Linked DNA regions of Mus musculus: region 2 is linked to region 1. Evidence: chromatin contacts called from public ChIA-PET data. All regions are on one chromosome and are shown on one strand. Each heading gives the region's core, a stretch centred on a gene start, on an enhancer-like site or on the middle of the called end of the contact. The rest is flanking DNA. Distances are from core to core; before and after follow the strand shown. Region 1 holds the start of Dbf4 (DBF4 zinc finger). Region 2 has its middle 19 kb from the start of Crot.

Region 1 (5,477 bases), core at 1,074-3,573:
ACTTGGGAGGCTGATGCAAGAGGATCTCTACTGAATTCAAAGCCAGCCTAGGCTAGACAGTAAGCCCCAGGCTAGGTTGGACTACAAGGGAGACTGTCTCAAAACAAGAAACAAGAACATAAACCACATTCATTTAGTCCTGATTACTGACAGGATGTGTAGAGACTTCTGTCTTCATACAACCAAACTCTTCTTCCTGTGGCTGCTGTAAAACTTGGGTTCCATGGGGTACTAGGAGTTGACTAAAAACAAAAAAACAAAAAAACACTAGTACCTAGGTGGTGAGTAGATGTTTTGCTTATTCATAGTTTGGAATTATACCTTACATGACACATAATGAGTCTAACATGGTTCCAACTCTTTGATTGTCTTATCTCAGAAGAAATATAAATCACCTTTCACAAGAGCATAAAACAACTTCCAGTTTTATTTTCCAAAGAAACATGATTACATCTTTTCCAAATTCTGAAAACATCAAAGAGAGAGAGAGAGAGAAGAGAGAGGAAGAAAGAAATTAAGAAAAAGAAAACAACCCCCTTTCCCTTCGGCCACCTCTTCCTCTCCATCATTTCTTTCTTCAGTGTGCTCCACCATAGAGGTCAGGTCCACAGGTTATCTATTACTTAGCTAGATTACCACTCAAATTGTAATTACCTCTATTATCATTCTAACTACTCTTAAGGAAGTGGGTGGCACCTCCCAAGCCACCACAGATGCCTATAGTTCAGGTTTTAACCGGTTTGAACTCGGTTGGGGACGAAGCTGAGTCAAGTCATCAACATGACAGTAATTAGAATTTTTCAGTTCCAGGCTTACTGCTTCCAAGCGCATTCCCCTTAGTCCCCCTAACAGCTAAGAACCAGTACTCTCTTCACAGACTAAATCGGAGCCTCGGAATTATCCAATTCCTAGATTAGCTGGGAAGCTGGGACCACCAATTCTGTAAAAAAATTCCATTCCTCCCCACCATTATTAAGATTTGTTCCCAGTCTCTTCCAACTCAGCTTGCTCTCCCTCTCCTCACTCGCACTGCCTCATCCCCTGACTCTCCACTTCATCTCACAAGCTCTACTCCAAGGCATTCCCCCTTCCCTCGTGGCTTTAATTCTACTCTGTATTAGTGCTTCTCAAACATTTGAACCAGTTTACAAACATGGAAATTCTGTTTCCTTTCCGTAGTTTACGCTTTGAAAATTGAATCCTCTCCTCATTTTTAAAAAATGTTTGCTCCTCCTTCTCAAGGTCTGTTAAGCACATGTATATTAATTCAAATTCATCAGTACAATGTCTCAACATATTTCCCTTTCTGGCTCCCTCCTCCGGACATTTCTTGAGATTACAAATTAGCTCCGACTGTCTAAAGCAGTTTAATACAGATAGACAGTTCGATGACTGTCGCTCCAGCCTCCGTCCATAACCTGTTTAAAACAAAATCATTTCTTTTAGCAATGCTAATCCAACTTGATGTTGTCTTTGGCGAATAGTCTCACAATTCACCTGTCTGTGCCTGAATATACTTATTTGTACTGACTGTCTTGAGGGTACTCCATCAAAAATCAATACTATAAGGAGTGTCTATTATAGCCAGGAGTTAAGAAATGCAGAACAGTACAAAGCATAACGTCTGTATGGGTGAGAGCAGAAGTATACTCCAAACAAGTTTTGTGAGGCATTTTCTCATTTACAAAGCAAAATTAAAACAAATCACGTACGCCTGAATTTCGTCTTGACCATAATCCCGTATTCCCGTTTTACAGATGAAAAACCCTGAGACTTCATTTTCCACTCTTTTATTGCTACAAAAAGGACAATTATACACACAGAGAGAAAGAACAGGTCTGTACAGAACAAAGTACCCAAAGGGCTGCGAGAGTCGGATCCGGCGGGTGGACCCCGGCCCCGCCGCCACCGCGGCCACCCGGGACCTTTGCGGCCCGTCTGCAAGGTCGGCGGGAGCCCAGGGCCGGCCCCGCGTCCCACACAGGGTTAACTGGAGTACCTGGTGGCGAGGCGACTGCAAGGCCCGGGTCTCAGCCAGCCTAGCAGGTGATGTCGACCACGAGGTGAAGCCTCCGAGGCTAACCGCGTCCACCGCCCTGGCTGCCCCACACTCCAAGTATGCAGAGCGGAGCCGGAACTCGAGGAGGACGCGGGAGAGCCGGGTCTGAGGCCCCGCGGGCTGGCGCGCCGGGGGCGTGGTCAGCATCCGGGGGCGGGGCCCGCGGGGCGCGAGGCGGGGCAGGTGGAGCCTGCGCGAGGCCGGCCCCGGCGTAGGAAGGGCGGGGAGCGCGTCTGGGCGCCGCGGTCGCGTGACGCGTTTTCAAATCTTTAACCGCCGCGGCTCCCGGGTCTGAGCTACAGCCTCTTCCTGCTCCGAGCCTCCGCGCCGGAACCGGCCCTCAAGCGCGGCCCGGCGCCGAGGCCGAGGCCGGAGCCGGGGCCGGGGAGGCCCTGGGAGCTTTGTGTTCGCGGCCGTTCCATGCGGCCCCCGGTGCGGACCCAGCATGTAGGTGCCTGGTGGCTGCCATGAACCTCGAGACCATGAGGATCCACAGCAAAGCACCTCTCCCGGGTATGGAGCCCCTCCCCCGCCGCGGTCCCTTTAATCGTTTCCTGCCTGGCTGGTTCCACGGAGGGTTCTAGAGAGTCTTCCTGCGGAGGGCCTCTTGCCGCTTTTGCGTTTCTGTGGGTTCTCGGCGCCCGCGAGGCGTTCGGTGTTGGTCTCCGTGAGGGACCGACGCTGGCCGGGCCCCTCATGCTCTCCCCGCCTCGGCCGCGAGCGACCCGGCATTCCCGGGGCTGCAGGCTTCAGACAATGCGCGGGTCCCCGACGGCCCCACGGAGGAGGCGCCCACGCCCATTTGTGACTGTTCCCGTCACTCGTGAGGGAGACGGAGAGGTGTATGTGTGTGTGTTTCAACCTCATAGACAAAAGCAGATTTCAATCTCAATGTTTAATATAAAAAATTTTCATTATAGGGAAAATTCCTAAGAGGTGCATGTGTGTCTAGTAACTAAGTACTAAAGTGCAGGTTGTCTTCGAAAGTTTAAAGAAGATGTTTGATTCTCATCTGCTTTTAAAATAAAAGATGGATGGCATAGTCCTTAGTGGGCTTAGGTTCTTAATATGTAAACAAAGTGCATGAACTCCCTCGTCTAGTTCTTTTAAGTACTAGACAAACTATGAAACCAAAATGCCAGCATTTAGTAACCCCTAAGAATTAGGTTGTTTATTCTAGATGAGTGTGTGTGGCTACCTAGGTAAATAAGCTTTAAATATTTGAAACACCTGTGTTGGGTTTTCACCGACCTGTTAATTACCCACATGACGTTTACACCATGAGAAGGTAAGTTTTCCAGAACAGCTCTATAGAATTCCTGCTTCATACACGGAACAGGAGTAAATAATAACTATTTTCTGCTGATTCAGCTCTTGTTCTCCAGTATAGAGTTTTGTGGAAACCATACAGGACAGTTTGCCTTCATCCTAAGTGGTAATATTAGGGAAAACATTTAGATTCTAATGACTTAATTTGTTATGACTAGTAATGTTTCCTTTCTGCAATAAAGCTGTTGAACATTTTTTGTAAAATAAATTAAAAATTTGTCTGCATAAAATGTTGCCTGATTCTTTTGTAATCACAGGTGGCATCCAAGACAGAAATGAAAAGAATCGACCATCCTTGAAATCCCTGAAGGCTGATAATAGACTGGAAAAATCCAAATATAAGCCCCTTTGGGGAAAAATATTTTACCTTGACTTGCCTTCTATCACCATATGTGAGAAACTACAAAAAGATATAAAGGAACTCGGAGGGGTAAGTGAGAACCGCACACCCACCAGAAGTTGAGAAAAGTAATACTTGGCGTTCTGTAATATAAATTACCAGGGCATTTCATTTTGGAAATTACAGCCATTTAGCAGTAGCAGCTTTGATGAGCTATTGGTTATTAGTGAATCACTTGGGAACTGGGAGTGTAACCCAGTGGTCTAGCACCTGCTGACATGTGAAAGACTTTCTGTGTTCAAGTCCCAACATCAGAAGATAAAGGCTTTTTTTTAAAGCCTTTTGTAGCCTGATAAAATGTCAAGTTTCTGTGATTGGTGGTTTGGTATAAAGAAATGAGGTTCCTATGTCCTAGTAAACCTGCCCTTTCTTTCAAAATACCAGGAGCCATTTGACTGATGACTGAGGGGAGCTGTTATGTGTTAAAATAATTCTTTAGTTTTATACATATACGTGTATGTATGTGTATGTGTATATATATATATATATATATATATATATACTTATACATGTATGTATGTGTGTGTGTATATATACACACACACGTATATGTATAATTATTATATATGTGGCATACAATTTACTAGTGTACACTTGTGTGTATATGTATACTTACGTGCCAGGAGAGAAGTACTCAGTGAGCAGGCACCTGTCATGGAGGGAACAATTTTTGAGACAGGGTTTCTCTGTTTAGCCCTGGCTGTCCTGGAACTCACTTGGTAGACCAGGCTGGCCTTGAACTCCGAAATCCACCCGCCTCTGCCTCCTGAGTGCTGGGATTAAAGGTGTGCGCCAACATACCCCACAGAGTAGTAGTAAAGTGCCTTCCCTGTTGTATCCATTTTTTTATGATTAGAAAACTTTGGCAAAACTCTAAGATTTCTTAGGTGTATTGTTAATGTTACCTAAAATCTAGCAAATGTGGTTATTATGATTTTTACTGTTTTCAGAGGTTTCTGCTGGACTGAAAGTTAGCAGTTTTGAACATTTTGTTCCCAGACTGAAAATTCACAAGAATACTTCACGAGTTTCTTAGAGTTTCTCATTAATGTGATATTTTCCTTGCCTGCCCTTGACGTTTGCCTGCATTCTTTGGGAGGCAGTTGATGGAATCTCACTTTGACTATGAAAGGCACATGGATTCCACTCTCTCTTGGTCAGTTACATTCATATACAAACTGTGTTGCAGTCAGTTACTCCCGTTACCCTCCTGTGTGCTTCTCACAGCAGATGCTTCAGACGATGTTGTATCTCTAAGTCCAACTTGGGAACCCATAAAAGGGAGCTTTGACTAAATCAGCAGTGTCATGTTGGTGCTGGCACAGGAATCACTTCCACCACCCTTTTCTTTCTTCCCCCATCCTCACAACACCTCCTAAGATACTTTCAAGAAACAAATTTTCAATGACTTCTACCACAAATGGTTGTTACAGACCATTTTGATTTTATGTATGTCAGATTTTACCCTTGAAAGGTTTCAAGTATCTCAGTGGCTATCCTGAAAACATAAGTTTTGTAACACTGTGGCAGGGGAGTTAACCTGATCATAAAAGTGATGTTTTCCTGAGGTAAGCTCTCCAGGTGTTGGGATCCCTGTGGTTGCCTTCAATGCAGAAAACCCTCTGCTGCAGAATTTGTTTTATTGCATCTGCACCCTCCCCTTAGGAACAAGCAAGTGCTGGGCTAGTG
Region 2 (5,477 bases), core at 1,532-4,031, 590 kb before region 1:
TTAACAATGCCAGAGGACAATGTAAATGTTGAAACACTGTTGTGCAACTTGAATATTAGGACAGTGCCATTATGTGTTGTTGTTTAATGTATATAGCCTTGCTATGTAGCCCTAGATGGCCCTTGAATTAATTATTCTTCTATATTGGACTCCTGAGCATTGGGATTATAGGCATGTACCTCCAGACTTTTTATGGTTAAAACAGGGTATCATATCACTCCTGTGTATCTCCAGCTAACTTCTATCTTCCTACACAGCCCAGCTTGCTCCCAAATTCATGATTCTCAGCCTCCTTGAGATTACAGGCCTAGATCACCATGTGTAATTCCTTACGCTTCTTGGATGGTGTTAGTGTTTCAACACTATATTTTTATTGATTTATGAGCAAGTCATTTGAATTTTTGTTATAAAAATTCATGAAGTTGTTAAATTTCTATTTCTAAGGAAAAGTTTATTGAGAAAGAGTCCTTATTTTTTCCTCTTTAATGTGCAGTTAGATGTAATGCTCCCTCAAAATCATCTTCTACCAAATAATAAACAAAGCATTAATCGCTAATATTAAGCCTGGGGAGATGGTTCAGTGTTTTGTAAAACACCTGCACAAGCAGAAGGATTAGCCCCAAACCCACCTCCATGCTGGCTGAGCTGCAGCAGCATTCCTGTCAGTCTAGTCTTTGGAGGCGGAGACAGGGACTCTCTCCGGCTACTGGCTAGCAAGACTAACCTGATCAAAGATCTCTGGCTTTGAATGAGAGATTCTGCTTCAGTGAGTAAGGTGGAAGAGTGATCAAAGATAATTCCCAACCTCAGGCCCCCACCTGCACACACAACCATAAGCATGTGCACCCATACAAGTGTATCTTCCATATGTACATGTATATACACGGAAATAAATCAAACAAACAAAAAACAAAGAAAACGGGCTGGCCAGATGGCTCAGTGGGTAAGAGCACTGACTGCTCTTCCTAAGATCCTCAGTTCAAATCCCAGCAACCACATGGTGGCTCACAACCACTTATAATGAGATCTGACACCCTCTTCTGGTGTGTTTGAAGACAGCAATAGTGTACTCATTTATAATAATAAAATAAGTCTTTGGTCCTGAGCGAGCAGGGACTGAGCGAGCAGGATTGAACAGAGCAAGCAGGGTCGACTGGAGTGAGCAGAGGTCCTAAATACAATTCCCAACAACCACATGAAGGCTCACAACCATCTGTACAGCTACAGTGTACGTATATACATAAAAATAAATAAATAAATAAATCTTTTTTAAAAAACCAAAAAAACACACAAACAAACAAACACCCTAAAGAAACCATAACTCATTCATAAACCTGCTTTCCAAATATGGGTAAAGGCATCTTTCAGTGTTTTTTATTTTCCTGAAATGTATCAGTGTTATAGAATAAGCCATTCTCTGCACTGGGAAGATGGCTATGTAAGGAAACCATTCATTAAGCACATTGGAGACCTCTGGATACAACTGAGATGGTTCTAAGAGGAATGCATATGGATCTGAACCTGTAGATATAGAAGTCAGAGAGACTTATAAGTGCCTGAGCTGTACAACTCCAGTCTTAGAAAAATAAAAACAAACTGAGTCTGGAAGTAATAGACAGTAAGTAATAATAGAGATCAGCAGACACTAATAAAGAGGAAACTAAAGGAACAACACACAGATTCAACCAAACATTGAAATAGTTGGTTCTCTGAAAACATAATTAAAGTAAAGAGAAGACCCACATTAATAAATTTAGAATTAAAAGCGACAGGGAACAACAGTTACCAAGAAAATGCAGAGGATCTAGGTTAGGGAACACTCTAAATGTTTGCACTTTTTTTTTTTTTTTTTTTTTTTTGGGTTTCAAGACAGGGTTTCTTGTGTAGCCCTGGCTGTAGACCAGGCTGGCCTCGAACTCAGAAATCCGCCTGCCTCTGCCTCCCGAGTGCTGGGATTAAAGGCGTGTGCCACCATGCCCGGCAAATGTTTGCACTTTTAAAAACACTGGAAAATCTAAAAGAAATGGATAAATTCTAGACACATATTATTGATAAATTTTTCTTTTAAAGAAAGAGACCGAGGGAGCAAGAGATAAAAAATGTCAAAGAGTGATTATAGGATCCTATCATGAATTAATATTCTGGCACATGCCTTTAATCCCAGCACTTGGGAGGCAGAGGCAGATTTCTGAGTTTAAGGCCAGCCTGTTCTACAGAGTGAGTTCCAGGGCTATACACAGAAACCCTGTCTCAAAAAAAAAAAAAAACAAAAAACAAAAAACAAAACAAAACCCAAAACCAAACAAACAAAAACATTTTTAACCCCTATGTAACTACCTAATTCCTGTCCACTTTAGGGATATCTGATTCCCTCTAATCTGTCACAGAGTGATTGCTCTGAAGAACAATTTTTATTTATCATTGCGTAAGTCCACATTTTAAATATCTAGAGTATGGTTTCTGAACATGAAGTAATCAAGAAGTAGAGACCAGCTGCCTTCCAAGTCAGATGGCAAGGTTCAAAGAACACTAATGGAATTTAGGTAGAAACATTCCGGACACCTCAACCATAAAAGCAGAGCTTGTGTGTTGTTTTCTTGTGTTTTGTGATGCAGAAAGCCAGAATAATACTGTTGCAGACAGTGGAGAATATTTTCTAGCTAGTGGATGGCCCTCTCTTAGAGATGAATGAGTGTCTTCTTGATTGGACACGCTGAGACTCTTCTGTGGTTCTGTCTCTCTGAAGCTGTCAATAGCTTGAGTGTGAGCTGCCGCCTGTAGGTTCCTGTGTTGAGCACTTCCTTCCTCAGCTAGAGGCTATTCTGGGAGCTGGGGGAAGGAAACTCTAGGTTGTAGGATCTACTGAAAGAACTAGGTCACTGGAGGTGTGAATCTGCAGATACATTTCCTCCTACCCTTTTGTGTTAACCTCTTTGCTTCCTGCTGCCATGTTTTTCTGCTTTGACAACCGGCTACTATGTGTCCCAGGAACAAAGACAGATGACTATGTACTGAAACCATGACCTAAAGTAATTATTTTTTTCCTTTTATTTTTATTGGGTGTTTGTCATAACCATTGAGGGGGGGGGAAACAACACATTGCTTTCCTTTTCTTTCTCGTTTCCTCTTCTCTCCTCTTCTCTCCTCTTCTCTCCTCTTCTCTCCTCTCCTCTCCTCTCCTCTCCTCTCCTCTCCTCTCCTCTCCTCTCCTCTCCTCTCCTCTCCTCTCCTCTCCTCTTCTCTTCTCTTCTCTTCTCTTCTCTTCTCTTCTCTTCTTTCCTAAGATAAGGTCTCACTTTATAGCCTAGGATCGCCTCAAATTCAAAGCTTCCTGTCTCAGCCTCTTGTGTGCTGGTATCACAGGTATGAGCCACCACAACCCTGCTCACTGCTGAAGCTTCCAAACCACTTGTTGGCCTATAAATCCACAGTAGCTTCCTGTTGCCAAATGCACGAGAAGCAGTAAGCACAACAGACAGAGATGACAGGCAGTAAATCTGTACTCTACATCCTATCAGTAGAGCAGAAAATGTAAACTCTTCTTGAGTTTTGCACGTCTTACTTTTGAAATGAGGAAGGTTGCATTTTCAGCTTTACATATAAATATTTCTCTGAGATAATTATTATATTATTCCCCCTTTTCTTCCTTCCCTCCAAACTTTCCCACATACCTCTCCCTGATCTCTTTCAAATTTATAGCCTCTTTTAGAATTAGTTGTTGAACATATATTCCTGTACTGGCTAGTTTTGTGTCAACTTGACACAGCTGGAGTTATCACAGAGAAAGGACCTTCAGTTGGGGAAATGCCTCCATGAGATACAACTGTAAGGCATTTTCTCAATTAGTGATCAAGGGGGAAGGGCCCCTTGTGGGTGGTGCCATCTCTGGACTGGCAGTCTTGGTTCTATAAGAGAGCAGGCTGAACAAGCCAGGAGAAGCAATCCAGTAAAGAACATCCCTCCATGGCTTCTGCATCAGCTCCTGCTTTCTGACCTGCTTGAGTTCCAGTCCTGACTTCCTTGGTGATGAACAACAGTATGGAAGTGTAAGCTGAATAAACCCTTTCCTCCCCAACTTGCTTCTTGGTCATGATGTTTTGTCCAGGAATAGAAACCCTGACTAAGACAATCCCTGAGTGCATACATAAAACTTGCTTAGTCTGAATCATGTACCTTGTGTGTATATTTTCAGGGCTGACCACTTGGCATTGGATAAGTGATTGTGCTCGTTCATAGGGAAGAGCATTTCTCCCAAGCTCAGGATTCCTTAGTTGCCTAGGTATTGTCTACAGTGGAGGCCTCTTGAGCTTCCCCAGTCCATATCAGCATGTCCACTTAGGGGCTGTCCTTGTTCAGGTCATGTTTAGGCAGTCATGTTGGTGAGACTTCAAGGGCAGAGCTTCTAACATTTCTAAGGGACACAATCTCACAGCAAACTCTGTCCCCCCATCTCTTACAGTCCTTCTGTCTCCTCTTCTGCAATTATCCCTGAGCCTTAGGTGCAGGACTTTTGTTGCCGATGGATCAGTTGGCACTGGCTCCACAACTTTGCATATTGATTGGTTGTGATTTTCTGTGATGGTCTCCATTTGTTGCAATCAGAAGTTTCCTTGATGGGGGTGAGGACTACACTTATTTCTGGTAATAAGGACAAATATTTAGGATGTAGTTAGGAATTAGTAAATGGGTGATTGAAGTTTCTCTTCCAAGATGACCTCACCAGATTGGAATAATTAGCTAGCTTTCCAATACCAGGCATGATTTCCCTCCTGTTGAGCAGGTCTGAAGGGTCTTAAGAACAATGAAGAAAGCTTTTGGTTATGGCCACGGCATGTGCGCTAATACTTCATCTTTAGGGTAGCTGTGCTATGCTGGTCATTGTTGTGATTCATATGGAACTACTAAAGACCCGGAATAACAAAACAATCCTGAGCAAAAAGAACAGTTTTGGGTGAATTACAATTCCAGATCTCAAGATATAATACTCAGTCATAGAAATAAAACAACATGGTCCTTGCAGAGAAATAGTTATATAGCCCAATGGAACAAAAATAGAAAACTCAAACAGAGGATATGGAACTTCAGCCATTTAATATATGACCAAGATGCCAAAAACATATGCTGGAGAAAAGAAAGAGCATCTTCAACAAATGGTGCTGGGAACACTGGATGTTCACGTCCAGAAGAGCGAGCTGAAAGCTGTAGCTATCACTGTGCACAAAACCTGATTCCAAGTGCATCCAAGACCTAAGTATGAAACCTGGAACACTGAAACTGCTGGGAGAAAACACAGGCAGCGCTGTATGTGACACAGCGTAGGAACATAGGCAGGGTGTATTCACTGTAGATGTAGGACAACATAGGCAGTTATGTGTCATAGGTGCAGGGAAGAGCCCTCTGAGCAGGAGTCCATTTGCTCAAGAATTAGGGACAAAATGGGTAAGTGGGACTTCATAAAACTAAAAATCAAAGTTAAT

Evidence for each region. ChIA-PET counts read pairs in DNA pulled down with a chosen protein or histone mark.
Region 2: a contact with region 1 is called in an RNA polymerase II ChIA-PET map of memory CD8 T cells, with 47 read pairs. The contact joins the enhancer-like site here to the promoter of Dbf4 in region 1. A contact is called at or near these places in 6 of 39 promoter capture datasets (the 3T3-L1 cell line, the C10 cell line, cranial neural crest and 3 more), 1 of 484 Hi-C or Micro-C datasets (CD8 T cells), 7 of 115 datasets of contacts at active chromatin or transcription factors (the SCID.adh cell line, T-cell acute lymphoblastic leukemia, effector CD8 T cells and 4 more) and 1 of 9 other capture datasets (adipose tissue).

Annotation. Positions count from the first base shown.
Region 1 is chr5:8,419,562-8,425,038 of GRCm38.p6, reverse strand. Dbf4 (DBF4 zinc finger) reads left to right here and starts at 2,323. Exons shown (of 12, transcript NM_013726.3): 1 at 2,323-2,572; 2 at 3,646-3,818. The coding sequence starts at 2,527. Slc25a40 (solute carrier family 25, member 40) reads right to left here and starts at 2,201. Exons shown (of 12, transcript NM_178766.5): 1 at 2,000-2,201.
Region 2 is chr5:9,012,920-9,018,396 of GRCm38.p6, reverse strand. No RefSeq gene overlaps it. Among named protein-coding and RNA genes, the nearest start is that of Crot, 19 kb to the right of the region's middle. Within about 2 kb of position 2,781, at least 45 of the 459 cell types and tissues checked have an H3K27ac peak or open chromatin away from gene starts, as enhancers often do. A contact at or near this core is called in CD8 T cells, effector CD8 T cells, memory CD8 T cells and 2 more, where this site is marked.